Regions from separate parts of the Oryctolagus cuniculus genome. Here region 1 is linked to region 2. The links are chromatin contacts, called in public Micro-C maps. All regions are on one chromosome and are shown on one strand. Each heading gives the region's core, a stretch centred on a gene start, on an enhancer-like site or on the middle of the called end of the contact. The rest is flanking DNA. Distances are from core to core; before and after follow the strand shown. Region 1 overlaps RILPL2 (Rab interacting lysosomal protein like 2). Region 2 holds the start of RILPL1 (Rab interacting lysosomal protein like 1).

Evidence for each region. Hi-C and Micro-C count contacts between places; a contact is called where the count stands out from the background.
Region 1: a contact with region 2 is called in a Micro-C map of ear pinna, with 2.9 times the contacts expected there. The contact joins the enhancer-like site here to the promoter of RILPL1 in region 2. A contact is called at or near these places in 2 of 6 Hi-C or Micro-C datasets (ear pinna and an unstated tissue).

Annotation. Positions count from the first base shown.
Region 1 is chr21:5,939,142-5,944,890 of mOryCun1.1, reverse strand. It overlaps RILPL2 (Rab interacting lysosomal protein like 2), which reads right to left. Exons shown (of 4, transcript XM_051828885.2): 4 at 4,484-4,919. The coding sequence ends at 4,889. It overlaps KMT5A (lysine methyltransferase 5A), which reads left to right. Exons shown (of 8, transcript XM_070066111.1): 8 at 1-937. Among named protein-coding and RNA genes, the nearest start is that of KMT5A, 20 kb to the left of the region's middle. Within about 2 kb of position 2,315, at least 2 of the 8 cell types and tissues checked have an H3K27ac peak or open chromatin away from gene starts, as enhancers often do. A contact at or near this core is called in ear pinna, where this site is marked.
Region 2 is chr21:5,857,374-5,863,308 of mOryCun1.1, reverse strand. RILPL1 (Rab interacting lysosomal protein like 1) reads right to left here and starts at 1,714. Exons shown (of 8, transcript XR_011385252.1): 1 at 1,193-1,714.

The DNA of each region.
Region 1 (5,749 bases), core at 1,066-3,565, 81 kb before region 2:
TCTTCCCCTCTGCTTTCTCGAAAGCTTCCTGGCCCCCGGGGCCGCGAGCACAGGCCTGGTGTCAACTGCTCTTCCACAGGCTGCCCCTCCCCAGGCGGCCGAGCAGGCTGGAGGCAGGCGGGGGAGGTGCCGCCTCCCTGTGCTGCCGGGGCAGGGTTCCCGAAACTGGGTTATTAATTCTTTATAGAAATGTGAACACTGAGTTTATTTTAAAAAAAAAATTTAAAACGTTTAAAAAAAAACAGCAAAAAAAAATTAAAAAAGAAAAAAGGCAAAAAAAAAAAACCCACAGCAAACAACTTACATGTATATAGGTCTTGAAGTGAGTGAAGTGGCTGCATTTTTTTGTTCTGGGTTTCTTTGCTTTGTTTCTGTAGGCGAGATTTGAGATGGTACTCTATTCTAATCAAAAATAAAGTTTTTGTAGTGGGACCAGAAATGACTTACCCGGCCGCCCCACCCCCACCCCACCCCCCATGACCTGCTGTCGAGGCCTTGGTGCCCCAGGACCCCTGCCGCCAGCCTCAGGGAAAGGCGCCAGGTACACGGGACAGCAGGCAGGGCTCGAGGACAAAGCTCAAGTGTTTTCCCCTGGACCGGTGGTGGGAGGAGAAGTGGCTCCCTCTCCCTCCCGAGGGGGCTGGTTCTCACTGTCCGCCCCCAGGCCAGTGGGGCCAGGTCAAGAGCCTGCCCTCTGCTCCAGGCGCCTCCCCCCACCCCAGGCTCATGACGGTGCTACCTAAGAAAGTCTTCCCCGCCCCCGCCGGCCTGGTGGGTGGGCAGCAAGTCGGAGGAGGATCCGATGGCAGCGTGGAAATGCGGGCTGTACCTGTCGTGGTTTAGCTTTGTATGTAAGCAAACAAAAAGGAAATAAACTTGAATCTTATTTGTCATCATAAAAATGAAATGAGAAATTAAAGTATTTATTGCCAGGCGAGATCACCTGCCTGTGTGTCTGTTCTTATGAAGAGCCCGGACTGGGTCTGGGGTTTATTTGTGAGGGCCACACGGCGGGTGGGGGCGGGGTATCAGTGCACATGATTGTCCACTTAGGGGGCCTGGAAATGTGATGGAGGCATAGGTGCTCGTGAAGGTGAGAGGTGAGCATGGACAGGCCGGCCCCTGGGGGCACTGCCAGCTGCAGCTGCGTTCTTAGGCAGATGTCCCTCCGCCCGCCAGGCCCTTGTCCCCATCTTAAATGGGCTGGTGGCTCCCTCAGCCCCACTCCTTGGGCACTCGAGACAAGTACGGACCCTGGTGTAGGAACGAGCGTTGGCTTCACGTGTTGGTCAGCTGTGCGCTCTCACACAAAATCAGTGGCCCCTGAAACCTGACGCTGTGCAGGCGTCTGCCTGTGCGCCTTGGGGGGCATCTTGGGGAGCTGGTCCTCGGGTGTTCTTACAGTCTCCTTGTGTGTGTTGGGGGGAGGGGCGTCCACGTGGTCTGCTGGCCACACAGGCCTGGGAGCGGCAGCTCCAGTTCCTGCCCATGTAGGCATGTAGGCCGCCGACACGGGTGTGGGTTCCCACCTGTGGCAGGCTGACGGTAACAGCTGGGACGCTGTGTGTGATCGCGAGGACTGGGTGACTTACTGCACAAAAGGCCCTTCGCCGAGTGTCTGGCACAGATAGATTCCTGCCGCTGGCTGTTTGCAAATGCTCAGCCTGGTCCTCCCGAGTCCTCCTTTAATGGAGGCGTTGATTTGCTCATTTGTGTGAGACGATGATGGCGCAGCACCCACTTCCTGTGCCTCTTGAATGAGGCCTGGTTGGAGCCCGCTCCTCGGCCTGTGCCCCGCACCCTCGCTGGGTGTGTGCTGAGCCTGCAGTGGGGGAGAGGCAGGAAGCAGGGGGCGCCAGGGGCGTGATCTGTGCTGCGGCCAGGGGGAGAAATGTTCCCACGCCCCAGCGTCAGGTTGTCCTGAGTCACTCCCCAAGCGTTTCTTGCTGGAGACTTCGTGAAACATTTACTTGAAAGGCAGAGGGAGGGAGAGAGGGAGGGAGGGAGAGAGGGAGGGAGGGAGGGAATCTCCCGTGCCCTGCTTCTCCCCCAAATGCTTGCTGCAGCCCAGGCTGGACCAGGCCAAAGCTGGGAGCCAAGAACCCCTCTGCAGGCCTCCCATGAGGGTGCTGGGCCCCTGCTGCCTCCCATTAGCAGGAAGTAGGAACCAAGCTGTGCCCTAACCACTGCACGAAATGCCCAGCCTGAGTACTGGCGCCACCGGGGCTGGGGGCTCTCAGGTCTGTCCCCCAGGAGAAGGGGGCAGGGCTGTGTTTACACAGGGTGACCCCAGGTCTGGAAACACGAGCCGCACACACCAAGGGCTCCCTGATGGCAGTGCACGATGATCTTACGTGTGCTTCGCGGCTGCCCCGTGCCCTGCAGATGGGGAAACTGAGGCAAGGATGGCTCAGGTGTAGTAGGATTGCCCCCAGGGCTGGACTTCCAACTTCAGTCCCCAGGAACCGGTGCTGTGGTACAGGAGTTAACACACTGCGTGCGATGCCAGCATCCCGCAGAGTGACAGTTTGAGTCCCAGCGCTCTAGTAACGGCCTGAGGAAGCAGCAGATGGCTGGCGTGCTCGGGGCCACCCATGTGGGAGGTCCCGCTGGAGTCCTGGTTCCCGGCTTTGGCCTGCTCTTCCCTGGGCTGTGTGGAGAATGAACCAGCTGATGGCAGACCTCCCTGTCACTCTGCCTTTCAAATAAATGAATGAATGGATGGATGGATGGATGGATGGATGGATAAAATCTTTAGAAAACCACCAAGCAACCAAACTTCAGTCCCAGGAACGGCCTCTGCCACGCATATGGCCCCGCCCAAGCCACGCACGTTCTGCGTGGCTTGCTGCCCTCACTCATGTCCGCCTGTGGTTCCGGTTCCCGTGCTCACACTCGCCCGCCAGGGAGCACGAGAGGGGAGCAGCCAGCCAGGGAGACAGCAATCCTGAGAGCTTCAGGGGTGACTCGGGAGGGTGACCTGGACTAGGCGTTTTTGAAAACAAAACATGTATCTGTTTACTTGAAAGAGGGCCAGAGGGAGCGCCTCCATCTGGTGGTTCCAGTGGCTGCCATGTCCTGGGCTAAACCAAGCTGAAGCCAGAAGCCTAGAATTCCACTAGCTGGAATCCAAGTACGTGGGCCATCTTCTTCTGCCCCTGAGGCACACTGGCAGGGAGCTGGGTCAGACGTGGGGCACCACTCGAACCTGCTCTTGGGTACGGGACGCCGGCATCACAGTGGTAGTTTAACACGCTGGGCCACAACGCCACCTCTGGATTAGGGCTTTAAGGCCAGGGCCCTTTTGTTGGAGACAGGGTGCTTAAGACTGGGTCGTGGCATTTGCATTCGCTCCGTGTCCTGCTCCTAGCATTCCCTAGCTTGGGACACTGGCCAAGTTCCTTCACTTCCCTCTGCATGTACCACCTTGAGCGTACACAGAGAACAACACCCACCTCACAGGCAGCAGGATGTAGGGACTTGTGCTCATTAACATAAAGTACTTCAAACCATTCACAGAAAAATGCAGTTAAAAGTATGAATTTAGGCCAGCGCAGCGGCTCAATAGGCTAATCCTCCGCCTTGCGGCGCCGACACCCTTGGTTCTAGTCCTGGTTGGGGCACCGGATTCTGTCCTGGTCGCCCCCCTTCCAGGCCAGCTCTCTGCTGTGGCCCGGGAGTGCAGTGGTGGATGGCCCAAGTGCTTGGGCCCTGCACCCCATGGGAGACCAGGAGAAGCACCTGGCTCCTGCCATTGGATCAGCACGGTGCGCCGGCCGCAGCGCGCCTGCCGCGGCGGCCATTGGAGGGTGAACCAACGGCAAAAGGAAGACCTTTCTCTCTGTCTCTCTCTCTATCCACTCTGCCTGTCAAAAAAAAAAAAAAAAAACAAAAAAACAAAAAAACAAACAAACAAACAAAAAAAAAACAAAAACAAAAAACAAAACGAAACAAAAAAAAAACTTTGGAATCCATTTAGTTTTCTCATAATATGCATTTTCATCAACTACAAAGGAATTTTCTGCCTCAAAATAAACTCATAGTTTTACTTCCACTTTCTGCAGTTCCCTGCAATGTTGGAAACTCTGCAGAGAGCTTCGCAGCTGAGAACCCAGGCCTTGGGTCAAGCCTGCCTCTGCTGTGCGAGCTGCTTCAGTCTGCAGATCCACAAACAGGGGGCCAGGCTCAGCCCCAGCCCCCTGCGTCCTTGCCAGGAACAGTGGAGGGAGTCCAGGGCGCAGGCTCAGCAGCCCCGCTCTCTCCCGACCGCATTTCCTTCACTCCCACACACCCACCTTCTCATCTCACCAACTCCGACCCCAGGACGAGCCTTCAGATCAGTAGCGCCACAGTTAGACTTTGCAGCGTGGCATCACAAATGAGCCCAGGAAACAGGGGCAAGTGCCACGCACACACATGCACACACACGGACCCAGCCACTACCTGAACTCTAGGACACCATTCCAAATAGCCTCAGAAAGTCTAAAAGTCATTTTGCTTTAATATAAAATCACACAAAGAGGGTCACGTGGGCTGAGTCAAATATTCGCGGAGCGTCAGTGACGTCACCCCTGGAATGTCCACAGCGCTCCCCACTCCCGTCTGCGGCACGGTCACCACCAGCGTTCTCTGCGGAACTCACAGGGCAGGAGGTAGCCCCGGCGCTCTCCCCCGACCTCCTGCGCCAGCTACAGCTTGCAGGGCATTCAGTTGTGCAGCCGGGGAGCAGGCGGGCTGGGAGAACCTCATCTTCCGCCGCAGACCGCCCGAGAGGAAGCAAGGGGGCGGGCACAGTGTGTGCTGACGGCACCCAGAGCTGGGTCCACAAGGCATCCTGCTGGCCGTCTTCTCCAGGCGGGCAGCTGTGGCCTGGGTCATGGCCTTCGACTTAGATCTGCTTCCCGGACCGGAAAGAGAACCTGGGCGGAGAGCGAGGGGCAGAGTGAGCAGAGGGAACAAGCATGGGGCGCACACACCCCTGCGAAACCTGGCGGTGTCAGGATTCTTTCAGGGCGCGTCACGGGCCGGCGACGTGCTGAGCGTTCCCTTCTACCGGCTTACGTGGAGGCTGCACCAGTTCTGCAGTGAGTACGATGAGCAGCCCCCGTTTCGCGGAGGAGCACTTGCAGGCTGGGAGGCTAAGGCAACAGGAGCTGGGCCTGAGCGCTTTAGCCGCTGTGCCATACCCATAGCTGGTGTTCCGGTTTGTGTTTTGTTTCTAAACTTAGGGGGTTCCACGTGGAGGAGGTGGCGATTTCTCCGTGGGACCTCCAGCTGCAAAGCAGACCTTTGCGGTCTAGGTCTGGGGTAAAACAGATGAAACACAGAGGCACCCCCCAGGCCGGACCCCACACTTGGCATTGGCTCCCCGGCAGTGGCACAGGGCTGGCAAGGTCAAATCCAGCAGTAGGGCTGTGGGCTCTGCTTCCCGCCAGAAACCAACCACCAGCACCCCCAGAAGCTGGTCCTGTGTGTGACGCAGGCATCGGGCACCCCCCTCCCAGCCAGTCCCTGGGAAGCTGGGGAGCTGTCCTCCACGCCCCCACCATCTGCCATATTTGAGTCATCACAACTCAAATATGTCCCCCCCCCCCCCGCTTCTCATCTCCTCCACTACCATCTGCCAGTCCAGGCCACCACGAGGAGTGGGTGCGGCCACCCCCCTGCGCCCCGCTGCGATGCGTTCTCGGGGCAGCGAGGAGCTGGCTCAGTCATTCCTCGGCTCGAACCCTGCCAGAGGCCCCCACCG
Region 2 (5,935 bases), core at 465-2,964:
GCCCTGGGCACTGGGCTTCTCCCACCTCCATGGATCCTCACACACCCTAGCAGGTAACGACTGTCCCTAGCAGGTAACGACTGTTCTCCCACTTCACAGCCGAGGAAACTGAGGCAGACCTGGGGGGGGGGGCGGGGTCTCGAAACCAAAGCCTGCGTGGCTCCTTGCAATCCCGAAACTTGAGCAGAGGAGCGAGGCAGGCTCAGGCTCCGAGTGTGACCTTGGACATGGAACCTCAGGGCCAGGGACCTGTGAGGACAGGCAGTCCAACCTGGCAACCGCGCTCTCGGCCACCCAGGACCTGCCCTCGGGCGCAGGCTGCAGCCCCAGCTCTGCCAGCTCTCCCCGAAACACACAACAGGTGGTGGCCAGCCAGGGAGGCTCGGGGAGGCCAGCTGTGTTTCCTGAGGCCGCAGGGCAAGCCAGAGCGGGCCAGGCACCCTGAGCCCCCCAGGAAAGCTGTTTCCTCCCAGTCTCAGCCTGCAGGGCCTGCCAGGACTTCCCGGGCTGAGGTCGGGGCCGGAAACCACATATCTCCCACTTCCTTTTCCCCAGACTCCCCGTCTGGACGCGCGGCCCAGTGGGAAGCCGTGATTCAGACAAACTCCCTCTGTGGTGGCACGGGCAGCCGCCTCCAAGCCCCTCTCGCTGGGGTTCAAGCAGGCGGGGAGCCATCTCCACCGACTCCACTCCCACCCTCTGTGAGATGAAGGTAACTCCTCCCTCACAGGGTCCTGAGGGGCAAAGAAAGGAATCCAGGCCGGCCAGCCCCCCAGGGCACAGGCGGGCAAATGAAGGAAGCCCCGGAACGGCTGCAGCAGGGACCTGGAGACTGGCCGCAGGTCCCAGCCCCTTCCCTGGGGACCAGAAAGGAGCCTGGTGCCACGGGGGACACTGAAGAGCCGGGGCTCCCTTCCTTCCAGGAAAACAGCACCTGGGCACTTTACCGGCCTCACCCCACCGTTCTCGAAAGGTGCCCACCGCTGCCAGGTGAGGCCGCAAACCCCAGAGAGGTCAGGTAACTTACCCAAGGTCACCCAGCTATGAAACGGCAAAGGTGTCTGATGGCACCTGCCAGGCAGAACCGGGCCGGGGCCTCCCTCCCTGCTCGGGCGCTCTCCTCCCGTCCGCTCAGACTCGCAGAGCCCCGCGGCCCCGCCGCCCCGAGGGGCCGGAGCGAGCCGCCGCCCACCTTCTGATGCTTGCGTTCCTTCTCGATGCGGTCCATGCGCTCCACGCGCAGCCGGTCCAGCTCCAGGCGCAGTTCGTCCAGCTCGGGCGCGACGTGGTGGCGGCTGACCAGCACCTCCAGGATCTCCAGGACGCGCACGACCTTGGGCATGAGGCGCGCGATGGCCTCGCAGCCGTGCTGGTCGACGACCCGCTCGAACTCGTGGCCCACGAGCGACGCGATGTCGTACACATCCATGACGGTCAGCTCGGCCACGTTCTTCTCCAGCGCCGACTCGGCCGCCGGCTCCGACCCCCGCTCCAGCTCCATGGCCGCCCCGCCAACTAGTGCAACTCCCAAACTTGGCGTCGCGGGCAGCCGGCCCGGCCGCCCCGGCGCCGCCGCCCCGTGCTCAGGGGGCCCGCGGGCGAGGGCGCGCCGGGCGGGCGGCGGCTCAGGGCGCCCGGCTCGGCCCCGAGCCTGCTCCCCGGTGGGGGCGGGGGAAGAGGAGGAGGAGGAGGGGAGGTGAGGAAGGCGCGCGCGTGCGCAGGCCCGCGGCGCCTCCCAAGTTGGGAATCCGAGTTGGGCGCAATGGAGGCGCCGGGCGCGCCGGCGAGGGGCCCCGCTGCCCACGGAAACGGCTCGCGCCCGGGGGGCGTCCGCGCGGCCAGGCCCGGGAGGAAGGGCGGCCCCTGGCTCCTCCGGGAAACTTTGGCGGCGGCGACGAGGCCGGCGGACCGGCTCCCCCCGCGGGGATGCCGCGCGCCCCGCCCCGATCCCGGGCTGGCGAGGGGCGCGCCCGCTTTCCGCCGCCCGGTGGCGCCCTGGGGTCCCCGCGGCCGCGCGCACCCACCGCCTGCTCGGCTGCCGCCTCGGGGCACCGCTCCCCGCCCGCCTCCCGCTCCCGGCTCCTCCTCCGCCACCCGCTGCCGGGGAGGGTCGAGGCCGGGCAGAGGAGGGGGCGGCCCCCACCTCAAGAACAGGGTGGGGCTTCTGGCGTGAAGGCAGGGACCCCGGCCCCAGCCCCTCCGCTGCGGCTCGGGCACCGGGCGAACAGGGCGGCGCCAGGCCCTGCGCTCCGGCTCCCGCGCTGGGAGAGGGGCAGGCGCGGGGAGGGGTCCGGCGTCCGAGCGCGGCTCCCGGTGCCGTGAACGCCACTTCACAGCCAGGGCGAGGCCGGCCCGGGACCTCGGCCCCGCGAGTCTTCGTGTCTCAGCCCCCTGTCCTTTGGACCTGGCTCAATCCGCACGTCCCTGAGACCCCCCTGCCACCCCCAGGAGAACCTGTTTTGAACCACAACCCAGGCCACGGGCCCGGGACCCTCTCCCCTGCATTCCCGCAGTCTGCAGCCGCCCACCACCCACCCCTGGCCGCCACTGGGCAGCTCTGGTTACACAAGAGGCCTCCCCGGTCTGACTGTGAGCTCCCCAAGGCAGAAGTCTCACCCCGACCTGGTACCCACTGATTAATATATTAAAAAAAAAAAAAGTTTAGGATGCACGGAGTATTTGCTTCACATTTAGCTACAAAATACATAGTGCGAGTCCCATTCCAAGATCTTTACAGATACTGCTTCCTAATCTGACTCCCTGGGCTCTGTGAAAAGGGTCGCCGTGCCCAGGGGGGCCTCTGAGAGGTTGCCCCCTTTTCGCTGTCTTCATAGATGCCAGCCCCAAGCATAGTTAATTTTTATTTAAAAAATATTTAACATGCGGGGTTGGCGCTGTGGAGTAATGGGTAAAGCCCCCACCTGCAGTGCTGGCATCCCATATGGACGCCAGTTTGAATCCCGGCTGCCCCACTTCTGATCCAGCCCTCTGCTATGGCCTCTCTGTCTCTCTCTGCCTCTGTAACTCTGCCTTTCAAATAAATAAATAAATCTTTTTTAAAATTTTTATTTATTTGTTTGAGAGGTAGAGTTACAGACAAAGAGAAAGGTCTTCCTTCCGATGGTTCACTCCCCAATTGGCCACAATGGCTAGAGCTGGGCCGATCCGAACCAGGAGCTTCTTCCAGGTCTCCCACGTGGGTGCAGGGGCCCCAGCACTTGGGCCATCTTCTACTGCTTTCCCAGGCCACAGCAGAGAGCTGGACTGGAGGACGAGCAGCCAGGACTCGATCTGGCGCCCATATGGTATGTCAGCGCCACAGGCAGATTAACCTACTGCGCCACAGCGCCTGCCCCAACAAATTAATCTTTAAAAAATATTTAACATGTAATATTTCTACCCTTTTTAAATCATAAGTCTCAAAAACATGTTTGCATTTTGAATTACGGTTGACATCCCTAGACAGAGCATACCCAGCAGAGGCTGTGTGCTGGCTTCAGTCACTGAAGCCTGTAGAGGGGCCAGGCACTGTGGCACAGCCGGCTAAGCCGCTGCTTGGGGTGCCCACCTCCCACATCCAGGTGCCTAGTGGAGTCTGGGCGGCTCTGCTTCCTGCCCAGCTTCCTCCTAATGCATCCTGGGAGGCAGCAGACGATGGCCCAAGTGCGTGGGTCTCTGCCACCCACATGGGAGACCCCGAGGAGTTCCTGGTTTCAGCCTGGCGCAGCCCTGGCCGTGGTGGGCATCCGGGGAGTGAACCAGTGGATGAAGGACCTCTCGGGGTCACTGCCCCTTTCAAGAAGATGGAAAAAATAAAAGGTGAAGGGGTCCTGAGACTAACAGGGTTAAGCACTGCTGCCTTCTGACACCTGGGAGGGAAGTATTATTGTCCCTACGGCGCAGACGAGGCAAGCGAGGCCGAGAGGTTGAATCTGCCCGGGCAGCCAGCAGGGAAACCCAGGCTCACACCTGAGCAGTCGGCTTCCGGTCCAAGCCGCAGCTCCTGCTCCCTGTTCCGGAGCAGCCCTCCATGCTCACAGCCACGGAAAGGAAGTGGCCGCCCTGTTGCAAGGACTGGGGGGTGTGGGAGTTCTGCGGTTTTCTGTAGTGACTGTGACAAACTCCACAAACCTGGTGGCTTCGAACTCAGAAACCTGCTCTCTCATGGGCTGAAGGCCAGAAATCCAAACTCCTGGCACCAGCAGGCCACGAAACCACCCAAGGCTCCGGGAGGCTCCTTCCTGGCCCTCCTCCAGCTTCCGTGGCCCCAGGTGGTCTGTGGTTTATGACCAGGCCCGTCCAACGTCTGCCTCCGTCTCACGTCACCTGCTGTCGGTGTGGATGCCGGTCACTGTCGGGCTCATTCTGACAAGCCAGGATGACCTCACCATCTCGAGATGCTTACTCACAGCGGCGAAGACCATTTTTCCAAGGAAGCTCACGTTCACGTCACAAGCCCCAGGGACCATTCAGTCCACTACAGCAGGTCAAGTATCTTTTTTTTTAAATTTTTTTTTAAATTTTTATTTTTTATTTTTTTTTCACAGGCAGAGTGGACAGTGAGAGAGAGAGACAGAGAGAAAGGTCTTCCTTTACCATTGGTTCACCCTCCAATGGCCGCCGCGGCCAGTATGCTGCGGCCAGCGCACCGCGCTGATCCGATGGCAGGAGCCAGGTGCTTCTCCTGGTCTCCCATGGGGTGCAGGGCCCAAGCACTTGGGCCATCCTCCACTGCACTCCCTGGCCACAGCAGAGAGCTGGCCTGGAAGAGGGGCAACCGGGACAGAATCCAGCGCCCCAACCGGGACTAGAACCCGGTATGCCGGCACCGCAAGGCGGAGGATTAACCTAGTGAGCCGCGGCGCCGACTCTTTTTTTTTTTTTTTTTAAGATTTTATTTATTTGAGAGATAGAGTTACAGACAGAGGGAGAGAGAGAAAGGTCTCCTATCCACTGGTTCACTCCCCAGATGACCAGAGCTGGGCTGATCAGGAGCCAGGAGCCAGGCCAGGAGCTTCTTCCTGGTCTCCCAAGCAGGTGCAGAAGCCCAAGCACTTGGGCCACCTTCTCGCTGTTTTCCCAGGGAGCTGGATGGGAAGCAGAGCAGCCGGGACTCAAACTGGTACCCATATGGGATGCCAGTGCTGCAGGAGGAGGCTTAGCCCACTACAGCACCAGTCCCAGGTATCTTGTCCCATACCGTGGAGTTGAACCCAAATAATAAGTACCCCAGATGATGAAGGTTAGTGTTTTTTTGTTTTTGTTTTTGAGAGAGACGTAAAGCAAGTGCCAGACAGAGAGCCCTCATCCATTGGCTCTCGCCCCAAATATTTGCACAGGCCGGGCCAAAGCCCGGAGCTGGGAACTCCATCCAGGTCTCCCACATGGTGGCAGGGACCCTGGCGCTTCAACCATCACCATCGTCCACTGCTGCCCAGGGTGCACGTGATCAGGAAGCTGGGGTCAGAAGCAGAGCCAGGACCTGAACCAGGCACTCAGACATAGACTATGGGTCCCAAGTGACATCCAAACTCCGTGCACTTTTATAAACATGGAAGACAATGCTGGAATCTCCGTTGGTCACTCACCCTGCTCTGGGCCCGAGGAAGCTGTGTCTGTGAATGCGGCCAAGTGCCTCCTCTCCAGGGTGGCTTCCGGCTCCAGCTGCCCCGTGGGAGACTTGGGACTGGGAGAGGGTACACTGGAGCACTGACTCCCCAGCTCCCCACATGCCGGCCACTGTGGCCTGGACGCCTTTGTCCTCCAAGCACGCTGTTCCCTGCCCCAGGCTCTGCCCCTTCCAGCGCAGCTCCCTCTGCTGCTCGCCCAAGGTACTGCACTGCGGCTTTGGGTCTCCTGTTCCCTGCCAGCCCCTGGACAGTGTCTCAGTGTTGTGTGTGTGCAGGGCTTGGCTTGCCCCAGCTGTGAGAGCTGC